2 separate regions of the Sus scrofa genome follow, and region 1 is linked to region 2. A link is a contact called in public HiChIP or PLAC-seq data. All regions are on one chromosome and are shown on one strand. Each heading gives the region's core, a stretch centred on a gene start, on an enhancer-like site or on the middle of the called end of the contact. The rest is flanking DNA. Distances are from core to core; before and after follow the strand shown.

Region 1 (6,161 bases), core at 2,079-4,578, 130 kb before region 2:
CAGTTAACCTCAGGGATGTTCCACCACCACAGCAGAACTAGCTGGAAGGCCACCCCCCCGCACCCCGCGCGCGCGCGCGCGCGCCGCCCCACCTCTGTGAATTTTAGGCGGCTGCTTACAAACGGAGGCTCCCTTTGCTTAGAAAGATCAAGCTGAATCTCTCCTGGCTATTCCTGAGGGGCTTGTTCTTGAAGAGAGAAAGGTTCGACCCGTAGCCCAGGCCTGGACCCTCTCCCTCTCAAGAAGATGTGGACTTTGAAAGGCAGAGAACCATCCTCACTGCCCGCATCAGGTCAGACAACAGGAGGCAGTGCAGGCCTCGGAAGGAAGCAGCCCTTAAAACACTGCCTTCCGTTGGCCGGGCACCTCGCCAGCAGCCAGGGGACTGTCGTTTTACCAAGAGGCTACCGGTCCTACCCGGTCGTCACATTTGCAACTGCCTCGCGCCGGACGGCGCGTACGCCGGGAGGCCCCGAAACCCTTCTGGCTGCCGGCTCTCCTCCGGCGGGGTTCGGGGCAACCAGGGAGGTGCTGCAATCCCGAGGAGGAATCCTTAAAATTCTGCCTCCCTCCCCGGGAGAGTGGCCTGAGTGTCTGCGCGCCCGGAAACCCTAGGGCTGTCCTCTCCGGATTTCTTCCAGGAAGAAAAACAAAACAAAACGACCGGACTCCACGTGCGTCTGCCCTACCTCGGGAAGGGTTCGGGGTTCATGGACTACAAAGGCAGGCGCGCGATTGGGCTCCAAATCAGGAGCGATCGAGGGCAACGTGGCACGGGAACACCCTGGCCCCTCCCCTGCCATTCGGAGGGACTTTTGTCCCAGAGAAATTTATCTCCGCCTCCTCACGGGCGCCAGCACCAGCCAAGGGAGGGCAGGTGGCATGTTCGACCCGGCACTCTACCCTGTCCGGGGCTGCAGGGCTCCAGGTACAGCTCAGCACCGGGGAGGAGGGGCCCCCATGCCCCAGAGCTCTGCTCGCCCAGCTTTGCGGCCGGTCCTTCCGGTGCACGGCCCTTCCTGGCACTTTCTCTTAAAGCGCTTGGAGAAGGGAAGAGGGTTGGGCTCAAACGGAGGTGCCAAAGGCCGCCCTCGCAGAGAAAGAAAAATCAGCAAAATCGCCTTAATAGTTCAACCAAAGGTCAACAGCAGCATTTCCCCAGCAGCTGACAGGTCAAATGGCCAGGAAACAACTGCCGAGAACAAAGCCCCCCGCTGTTCACGGGGGCAAGCCCAGCGGGTCGGCACTGAGCCGCGTTGTTGTGCTTTTTGGAAGGGGCGGTGGGGAGAGGTTTCCGCCGCACCTCCCGCCCCATCTCCCTTCCTCTCGGGCGTGCGGGTCCGGAGAGGAAAGGACAGCAGGGAGGGGGCCAGGGGCACCAGCAGGGAAAGGGGCGGCTCTTTGATGGCCGGGGTCCGAAACGCCTCTAGGCTTCAGAGTAGAAGACCCTCCGAGGGCGAAGGAATGCGCGGAATGCGGCGCGGGAGGAAGGGGCGCAGCTTGGCCAGGGGCGCCCTTACCCCACATGCCCTGCCTGCTCCCCGACGCCCGACACCTTCTGGCAGGTGCGGCCGGCGCCCCGGCCCTCCAGTTATTTGGGTAGCCCTCGGCCCTTTCGGGTTTCCGACTGGCTGGTTTGACGAGACCTCCCCTCTCCAAGGGTTTCGCACTTAAGCACGCGCCGCCGTCTGAGAGTCGGGTCTGAACAAAAGGTCGTACTTTGCTACCTCAATTTAAGAGGCCGGATCCCACCAAGCGTCCGCTCTATGCTCGGACCTCCCGCCTTCCGCTCCCAGAGCCTGCTCTACCCCGAAGCTGGAGAGGTTGGCCACCTTCCAGGTGGAGCTCGGAGTGGGGCAACAGAAGAGTAGATACAGATCGCTCTACACCATGCCCATAACCCCAGCCTTGTTACTGCACTTATTAAGGGCTGGTTTCCAGCAGGACCCGCAGGGCCGATTCCACTCCGGTGTTCACCCTCCTTCACCGCTTTCCCCACCTCTTGGGATCTCGGGTTGGACTCAGCGCAGGGCCCCGGCACTCCAAATCAACAGGCCTAATCTGTCCTCCATCCCCGCACGGTGGCACTTGGGAGCACTTCCCTGGATTCGAAGGTGGGCAACGCAGCTGGATAGCCTCACTCGCAAGGCCAGACCGTTAGTCGAAGTAAACAAACTCAGAAACGCCCGAAAGGGTTCGGAATTGCAGGTGACGGAGGCATTGCGCCCCATCGCCTCGGAGGACTTCAGGAACTCGCGCTGGCACACAAACGCACAGAATCCTTGCACACTCGTGCAGACACCAATACGCACAAAGGAGTGCGCGGGGATCCCATCCCGCAGCTGCGACTCCCTCTGGGCACTTCTGCCCACTAAGGCGCAGGAGGCCGAGTCCAGCCGCACGGACTGTTCAGCCGCACTGACCCTCCAGCTCGCGCCCAGCGCCCGCGTTTACCTTTGAGCAGGCAGATATCGGTGCGCTCTGCGTTGCGGCGCAGCGCCTGAACCACCAGAGACACCGTGCTGTCTTCGCGGAGGCTCTCGGCGCGCGGGCTGCGCTCGTCGTAGACGATGACCGCGGAGTAGAGGCCGGAGCGCAGGCGGGCGCGGACCTCCTCCTCCGCGGGCAGGATCTGCTCCAGGCTTACCGAGCCCTTGGCCCGCCGCCGCACGATGGTGTTGCAGCGCACGTTGACCGAGCCTCGGATGTAACCAGCGCTGTGCGCTAAGAATGGTCTGCAGTCCAGCAGCAGGCACTTGCTGCCGCTCAGCAGCCCCAGAGCGCCGTGGCTGCCGCTGCCGGCTGCGCCACCGCCGTTCTCATCCCGGTTCATCAGCCTTTTGAGCACGCTGCAGTCCATCTCCCGCAGCTCCTCTACGGTCACCATAGTCGCCGGCAATCTCGGCTGCTGAGCACAAGAGGAGGCGAAGGACGCCTGGGCCAGCTGGGCTGCAGGAAGGGGCAGGCTGGGGCTAAGGGAAGGCGCGAGCAGAAGTGGCTTCAAACTTGGCCCCCTGAGGCTCCCACGGGCGAACCTCTTCTCCCCGGTCCCCTTCCTCCTGCAGCCTCGCGGTTACATAGCAGTCCGAGCGGCCTCGGGCGCCAGGCAGCACGGTGCCCAGGGAAAGGTAGCGATGGAGGGGAGTGTGTTTACGAGAGAGGGCCAAGGGCTCTCTTCTGTAGTCTCCTCTATTGTATTTTGCCTGCTGTGCTGCTCCTGCCGCCTGCCGTTCTGCTCGCCGTTCCCCCACAGCAGCCGGAGCTCAGCGTTCTGCCCCAGCCAGAGTTTCCTCTCCTCGGCTTATAGATTTATTAAGGCTCCTCTGCTCTCCCCCGGGAGGGGGCAGATTCATTACTACCTCGGGAGGCCCCGCCTCTTTCCATTCTGGGCCCAGAGCCCTACCCCGCCCCTAGCCCTAGCTGCCCGCCCCCTCCAGTTCCCCCCCTCCCGGCTGGCCCCTCCCTCTCTGCCCGCCCCAGCGCGTGAATGGAGTGTCGGCAGCTTGCGCCCAGTCACGGGGAAGAGACGTCACAAAGAGCGGAGTAAACAGGGAGCGCTGAGCTCGCCGCCAGGCCCATTCATAAAACCTAGACCTAGAGGAAGAGGGAGGAGGCCTCCGACCCGCTAGCGAGCTGCAGAGCTTGGACTTTGTGAATGGAGCGCCGCGGCGCCTTTCCCCGGCCTCCGCAGCGCGCGTACAGCCTGACCCGAGTCGCGGTACGGCCACCCCACCCCGCTGCGGCGGTAGCGGCTATCGGCAGAAAGAAATCGCCAGCCCAGAAGCCCGCCTAGCGGAGGCTTGGGCTCGGTCTTGAGGTTTCATCCCTCTTTACCTCCGTGCTGCCCCCCCAAGCAGCCTCGCAGGTGTCCCCCACCTACCCAAGTGGACAGAAGAACGCTGCACCAACGTCCAGCCGGCCCGGCCTGCCTCTCCTCGCCCCATGTTTACGAAGTGCGTTCGACCGGCCAGACGTTTTTTCAATTGTGATTCCTCAGACTTTAGCTTCTGCCTCAGCCTGATCGATTTTCATCTTAAGCCATTAAATCAGCTTTACAGCTTCCCGAGAAACGTGGGCAACCCCAAACTCAGAAGATGAAAGAGAAAGCCTTCCCGGCCCGAAGGCCAGTAATAGAAGTGAGGTGTTGAGTTTGTTGCTTTACGATCCGGAGGGAGGCATTAATTGAATCCGGAATGTTGTTCCCAAGGAGGAAGGCGGGAGTGCCACTCCCTTCCACGCTTCCTAAAGAGGTTTATTTAACCCTGTGGGGGTGGGGGTGGAGGGAGATGTTTTTGGCTTTTGGAAAAATCCTCACCCCACCTTGTACACGTGTGATTGTCTTCTCAGGAAATGACACTTAGGGTCCACATCTGGTGCGAAGACCCAGAGAAAATGACACGTAAAGAATTTAACACGCTCCAGGGCCGAGTCAGTTTTTTTTTCTTCTTTTTTTCTTTTGCATCCTTCTTTCCAGGTCATGTCGCATTTTTCTCGCTCCCCCGCTTTTACTTATGCATTTAATTTCCCGGAGGCCGCTTTTGGCAGAGGGGTGTTTGGTCGCCGCAGTGAGGACACAACACAAGGCAAAAATTATTCGCCCGACATCTTGCCAAGTCTTGTTAGTGAGAATTAACCACCAAGCAGGGAATTCTAGGACTCGCTGGAGGCCTCGGGGACAAAGGGGTCGAGTCTTCCTCTTCTGGTCGACCGAGGCAGCCAGGGCCGCCGAACCCGCGGGGTTTCTCCCTCCCCGGACTCGGCCTTCCGCTCTGCCTTTGTTCCCCGCCGGGCGGCTCTCTGGACCTGTCACCTCCGGCCCCCAGGGCCACCCCTCCGCTCCGCAGGGCGGCCTCGGCGGCGGCCTCTACTTCCAAGGCCTACGACCTCCCACTGCGCTGGGGATCCAGACACCAGGCCCAAGCTTAGTGCGCTGTGAGGGGTGCAGCTCACCCGTGAGGAATCCTTTTACCCCAGGCTCCGAAATGCCTCCGCCATGTACTGATCTATGTAGAATTTACTATTTTGTTCATCACATATAGGGGGGAGGGGGCACTAATTTCGAATGTTTTTTTTAAAAAGCACTACATTTGGACTGGAGGCTTGGGACTGGCGTATGCACACTGAGGTTTATGGAATGATGGGCTAACCGGACCTGCTGTATAGCACAGAGAACCCTACCCAGTATTCTATGGTAACCTGTGTGGGAGAAGAATCTGAAAGAGAATGGATATGTGAATGAGTATGGCTGAATCACTTTGTTGTACAGCAGAAATTATCACAACCTTATAAATCAACTACACTGCAATAAAACTTTAAAAAATAAACACTACATTAAGATATTTATTTTCACCACTGACTTCTGGGTACCCCTGACATTCTGCTCACTCTTGTCTCCTAGGGCCTAGAGGACAGTCACCACCGCAGACAGACCGAGGCCGCGGGCAGTGCAGACGGGAGGTCAATGGTCAAAGGCTCGCGGGGAAGGGTCTGTACTCCCTCCGAGGGCAACAAGGGCCTCTGTCCCGCTTCTCACGTGCAGACACGGTTGTGAGGCTCCGCGTAAATTCGCTCTCCCTGGTACACCAGGGGCGCGCCCTTTTCAAGGAGTCCCCACGTCCGGCCCGTCCTCGGCTTTTCCCGGTCGCTCTCCCGGCAGCCTCGGAATCAGGTCGTTGCCAGGCCCGCTTCCAGAAAAACGCCGATGCCTTTACAAGGGCTTGGACTGGACATTCTTGAGCTTCTCAGTTGGAGGCAGGTTCGGGCCAACTCCGCACGTGTCGCAGGAGCAGGAGCCTTTCCTGAGCCGCCTCTGCCGCGCTCCGCTAGCCTTTGTCTCCCCTGTGCCTGGGGCGCCTCCACCCCCCCCACCCCCGCCCAGCTCTCACGTGGCCGGTAAATAACAGTCGAATCCCGGGGAAGGAAAATGCCCACCGAACAAAGAATTGCTTTCTGCACCTGACAGTAATCCGTGGTGGCGAAGCCCGTAAATCCCGCAGGCGATTCACACGGAAGGGCGCGTGGGCGGGCGCGTGTGAGTGTGTGTGTGTCCACGTGTGCGCGCCTGCGCGCCCGGACCCTGGAGGGGGGCCTCTGCATCTACTTCATGTATTTTAGCCCAGAGCCGCTTGCTTGAGGAATGCCAATGCCTGGTTTTTTGTTTT
Region 2 (5,636 bases), core at 1,584-4,083:
AGGGTGTTCTAGTCCTGATGGTCGCATTTAAACTCAATTACTTCTTTAAAGACTGTATCCCAAATGTGCTCCCATGCTGAAGTACTGGGGGTAGGGACTTCCACATAAGGATTTTAGGGGGATACAATTTAGCCCATAACACAGGTATTACCCATCTTACAGATGGGTAAACTGAGGCCCAAGGAGGATAAGTGACCTAAGGGTCAACAAGCCAGTTGAGACTATAATCTGGATCATGATGCTCTGACCATTTTGTCTCTTGAGTTAAAACAATGTATCTGACTAGTGCTGTGTACCACAGTTGGAAAACTAGGTTTTCTCATTGCCTGTGAATGACATGGGTATTTCATGGGGAGTGGTGGCATCAGGGGGTGGATAGTAGGATGATGCAGTGGGAGCAATTAGATATTAGAATTCAGAATCTGGGTGTGAGTCTTGCTCTGTCATGTACTAGGTGTGTTGTGGTGGTCAAGGCCTGCCCTCTCTGAGCTTATACTGACTAATATTTATTAAGCACAAATACTTAAGCATAAGCAGTGAGCATGTATCTCATTTCACGTTCACAACAACTTGTGGGGTTGATATTCTATTTTACAGTTGCGGGAAAGAGACTCAGAAATGTTAAGTGACTTACCCAAGGTCACACAGCCAATAAGGCCTAGAGTCAACACTCAAACTCTGGTCTGTAGATTCTGAAACCTGTACAGTTAACCATTTCCTGACCCAGGAATGGGGCCCAGGATCATCAAATCTGCTTTCAGGAGAGGAAATGTCTGGGTTGTAATGCAAAATCTCCAGAATTTTACATGTTGACTAATTCGAGTTTCTTAAAAACTATGAAGGCCAGGCAAAACACATCAGGGAAGCTCAGCTTTACATTGTATTGCCTGTCACCTGTATATGAGGAGGCTGGATCAGATAAGTCTGAAGGTCCTTGTCCTGATGGTTCATGCTTTTCTAATGCCCTCTGGGATTTATGAAGTTGATTTTAGTGGATGTCATATGACCTGAATGACTGGGTTTCAATCGTGCCTTGACAATAGTTGACATACAAATGACTGTAAATTCTTTAACCCTTCTGAGCCCCAGTTTCCCTGTCTGGAAATTGGGGATTGTACCTGGCACTTTGATGTGAAATTGTACATGGTATTTGTAAAGTGTGTGATGGGCGCCTGGTACATGATGAGAAAACTGTCGCCCCCCCAGTGCCAGCAGTGTCTCTCTCCAGGGGATTGTGGGCCAACGAGGGGAGAGCTTACGTGGCAACTTGAGGGGACATGGATGGAGCTGCCACCTTGAAAATTCACACCCAAGGTTCTGCCGCTTTAACTTTAGTTTTGGAATCTTCAAGGGTTTTAAAAAAGATGCCACTTTTTGTTGGGAGGGATGGGTTAATACCTTAGCAGGCATTAGTTAGTTTTTATTCATTTGACAAGCATTTGTGGATTCCTAAAGTTGTGACAGAGGAGTTCACAAACTCAAATTTGTGTAAGAAATACCTAAAGAGCTTGTTTGCAATAAAGGTTCTGAGATGCCTCTCCCAGACAGTCCAATTGACTTGGTGTGGGATGGGGCCCAGGAATCTGCATTTTCACAGCTCTCTAGTGATGCTGATACAGGGGGTCCCCAGACAAGAGACTGAGGTACAGCTGGTCACATTCCTTCCTGGAAGGACATCCGGAACTGCCCTGGTCCCCTCAGCCACAGCTTTTCCCACAGGGTGGCCTCACTTGGGCAAGCTGCCACCCAGGGTGGGCGAGAAGGCAGGAGGAAAATTCTGTCTTAACCAGTTGGGCTGAAGTCAAATGGCTTACAGTGGGTCAGATATATATATATATATATCTGATATAAATATAAATATAAATATAAATATATATATATATATATATATATATATATATATATATTTGTCTTTTATCTTTATAGGGCCACACCCGAGGCATATAGAGGTTCCCTGGCTAGGGGTCTAATCGGAACTATTGCTGCCAGCCACAGCCACAGCAACACCAGATCCAAGCTGTATCTGCGACCTATACCACAGCTCATGGCAACGCCAGATCCTAAACCCAATGAGTGAGGCCAGGTATTGAACCAGCAACCTTGTGGTTCCTAGTTGGATTCGTTTCTGCTGCACCAAGATAGGAACTCTGTCAACAATTTTCTCTAAAGAAAAATATTTTGGGGGTAAAAAAGTTCCAGAAGTTTCCAAACTTAAAAAAAAAAAAATTCCTTACAGTGGAACCAGATGGTTCATTCTTAATAAATTTAAGTAATAAAAGAGGACCATTTCAGGGTCTGGAAAGAAGCAGTAATTATGGTGTTTTCTGACCTCCAGGCCTCTAGTTACCATCAGCAAAATAGCCCAGTGCGCTATAAAAGATGCTGGGAATGATTTCCTTTCTCACCGAAGACCTGGAGCCAGTGGGATGGTTTTTGGTTTCTGCCCCTGACAAAAGTCACTAGCAAGCTTGTAGCTCTACCAGGCCCAGGTGTTATCAGTCATTTCTCAGCTTCCCACCCACGCAGCTTCATGTGGCAGGTCCAAAAGTGTCCCCTCTCCCTGAGTGACGTCCCTCAGAGATTCAGAGAAAAGAGGTGGCACCCAGCAGGAGGATGCGCCCAGGCCTGGCACCTGCCTGCTTCTGTAAAGGCCATGTGTCTGAGCTTCCACTGCCTCTGGACCAAGCCCAGATCTGGCTGTGACAATGGCTGCCCAAGTTTTTTGGTTGTCGTTGTTCCAACAGCATCTGGAAGAGACTCTGGGAGGGTCCAATCAACCCACATGGTGTTCTCTGGAAGCTGAGCTGAGGCGTGTGGGCGGAAACGGCCTCGGCTCTCTTTGCTTTCTTTCTGCCTAAAACACTCACTGCACATACCACAAGTTTTTTTTTAGAGGTTAGACAAATTTGCATCCTTCTTCTTCAAGCCAGAGGAAGTGCTGGAGGAAGTTGTGTATTAAAAGAATGAGGCCGGGGGAGTGGGGGGCGCTTAGGTTAGGAAGAGAGATGCTTCTTGGCAGTGTTCCCTGTGGCCAGAAACTCCCATAACATTGAAACTATTAACCCTTGAGGCTATGGATCAATGGCGGACCCACTTGGAGTTCATTTATTTAGCTCAGAAAGCTCTGTCTCTTTCTCTCTTTAAATCTGGGCCTTAGACTCATCAGCAGCAGTTTGTTCAGCAATTCAGCTCCAACTCCCTGGAGACACCAACAAATCACAGGACAGCTGCTCTTAATACTGAGATACCACGAGAATCCAGCCAGTGCACACAGGGTGTTGACACAAAGTCCTGGTGTTGTTATAAGGGAGGGCCGGGAGAGGGATCAGGTCCTTGGCTAGCCCTTTCATTTTTGCCTTGGGTGTGTGGATGAACTTATATTTGATGCTTTCATTGGTTCTGAACTCTTTTCTTCCTTAATCCAGGGACATGATAAGTATCATTTGCCTCATAAATTAGTTAAACCTCAAGTTAGGCTTTCTGTAGAACTGAGCCACTTCACAGAAAGCAATGAAGTTATTGGCATGACCTAACAGGGCACTGGAGGGTATGGCGTGGCAAAACCACTAGTAAATGTGGGAGGAAACGACTTTTGAAGATATTGTTACCTGTGCTAAGAAATGTCAAGTATAGATCTGGGCCAATTCTGATCAAACTTGAACGTAAGCCTCTGTCAGATGTCAGATGTCAGAAGGGCTTTGTTGGCCCTGTGGTATATCTCTTTTTTTTTTTTTTTCCCACTGTACAGCAGGGGGGTCAGGTTATCCTTACATGTATACATTACAATTACATTTTTTCCCCCACCCTTTCTTCTGTTGCAACATGAGTATCTAGACCCCTGTGGTATATCTTAATGTGCTGCCTCTGTTTAGCTTGGGCTAACTTTCTCATTCTCAACTTCTCTGGTTAGTAAACTTTACTCAAATTAAGAAATTAATTTTAGACAAAGATCAGATACATGGTGGGTCTCTAAGATTTTTTGTTAAGACATTAGAAAGAAAGATGTGGAGTTCCTGCTATGATGCAGTGGGTTAATGATCCAACTTGTCTCTGTGGAGGTGCCAGTTTGATCTCCACCCAAGCACAGTGGGTTAAGGATCCTGTGTTGCTGCAGCTGTGATGTAGGTTGCAGCTGGGGCTCAGATTCAATCCTTGGCCCAGGAACTTCCACATGCTGTAGGTGCAGCCATTAAAAAAAAAAAAAAAAAAAAAAATTTAAGGCAGACAAAAGGCTTTGTAAGGATCCTAGGGGCAGATTTTACAAATTCAATTCATTAAAGAAATAGGACTTCTACAAACCTTAAGGCATTGTCCACACCAGCCTCACTAGGAGTCCAAAGTAGAGAAGAACTCATCTCAAACAGATTTATGAATGTGGCCCTTATCTACTGGTATGGACTTGTAAACTGACCTATAAAAAGAGAACTACACCAGCTTAAACCAAAAGGGGTAGCAGAGAGCACAAAATGAAAAGATGTCTTTGGGTTCCCAAATTTCTACTTGTAGGAAATAGGTTGGGGAAAAGTCTCAGCTACAAGCAGAGGTTTACTTTTTTTTTGGAAAAAGGATGATTGAGAGGAAAGAACTGACCATCCTGAAGGCAGAGCCAAAAGCCACAGTGAACAATTCCCAGACTAGTTCCCAGCCCTAATCAAGGAACTGGTAACGTGTGCCTGGCTGGATTTCAGAATTGCTATGGACCGGAGAATGCTGTGTGTTTCCATTTCTCTTCTTGAATGAGAGTCTGTAGTGGTTATCCCATGCCTATCCCATTATAGGTGTTTAAGTGCTGGGAGTGGGCAAGGGGAAGCTAAAAACGTATCTTTTCAGTTCATAAGTCTTCTTAAGTCTTTGTGCAGAGAGAAACTGATCCAAGGAGCTTCATCTTCACCAGAACTGGATTTAGATAAAGGTCCTGGACTTCCAAGAGGATGCCATAGTGGGGTAAGATTTGGGGACTTTTATAGAGGGGTTGAGTATATTTTGTATGTCCAATAGATGTGAATTGTTATGGCCAAGGAGTAAATCATGGTAGATCATATTTGCCAAAGGCATTCACTACAATATGTCCAATTCCACATACTTTTACAGTGTGACCATGACATTCCTTCCCTGCAGTTGTGGGGTCTATGTCTCTTTTCCTGAGACGATGTAGGCCTTTGTGACTGTCTGCATGTATAGGGTATGGTGGAAGTAACACTATGTGACTTCTGAGGATAGGTCATAAAAGAGCTTTGTTCTCCAGGATTGCTCATTCTTGGAATGAGCATGCTGCCAGTACATCCAGGAGTTTAGGTAGAAGTCCACCTGGAGAGGAACTGAGGCCCCCAGCCCTCAACCCTGAACTTCCATCCTACCATAAGCACCAACTTCCCAGGCATGAGACTAAGGCATCTTGGAAGTGATCCTTCAACTTTCCAGTTGAGCCACCCCCCCACACCCTAGTTCATACTGTGTGAAGCAGATATGAGCCTTTCCTGTAAAGCCCTGCCCAAATCACAGACTTGAGAGATAAACAAATGACTGTTGTTTGAATCCATGAGGTTTGGAATGCTTGCTCCCAGAAATACTTAACTAGAATAGGGCTGATTTATAGTTTGATGAAGTACTGCATTAAGTAGTGAGTCACAGGCAGG

Evidence for each region. HiChIP or PLAC-seq counts read pairs in DNA pulled down with a chosen protein or histone mark.
Region 1: a contact with region 2 is called in an H3K27ac HiChIP or PLAC-seq map of skeletal muscle, with 4 times the contacts expected there. The contact joins the promoter of DUSP4 here to the enhancer-like site in region 2. A contact is called at or near these places in 6 of 47 Hi-C or Micro-C datasets (alveolar macrophages, blood, embryonic fibroblasts and 2 more) and 2 of 2 datasets of contacts at active chromatin or transcription factors (alveolar macrophages and skeletal muscle).

What each region holds. Positions count from the first base shown.
Region 1 is chr15:55,488,251-55,494,411 of Sscrofa11.1, reverse strand. DUSP4 (dual specificity protein phosphatase 4) reads right to left here and starts at 3,328. Exons shown (of 4, transcript XM_003133392.4): 1 at 2,455-3,328. The coding sequence starts at 2,887.
Region 2 is chr15:55,354,933-55,360,568 of Sscrofa11.1, reverse strand. No RefSeq gene overlaps it. Among named protein-coding and RNA genes, the nearest start is that of DUSP4, 130 kb to the left of the region's middle. Within about 2 kb of position 2,833, at least 21 of the 83 cell types and tissues checked have an H3K27ac peak or open chromatin away from gene starts, as enhancers often do. A contact at or near this core is called in liver and skeletal muscle, where this site is marked.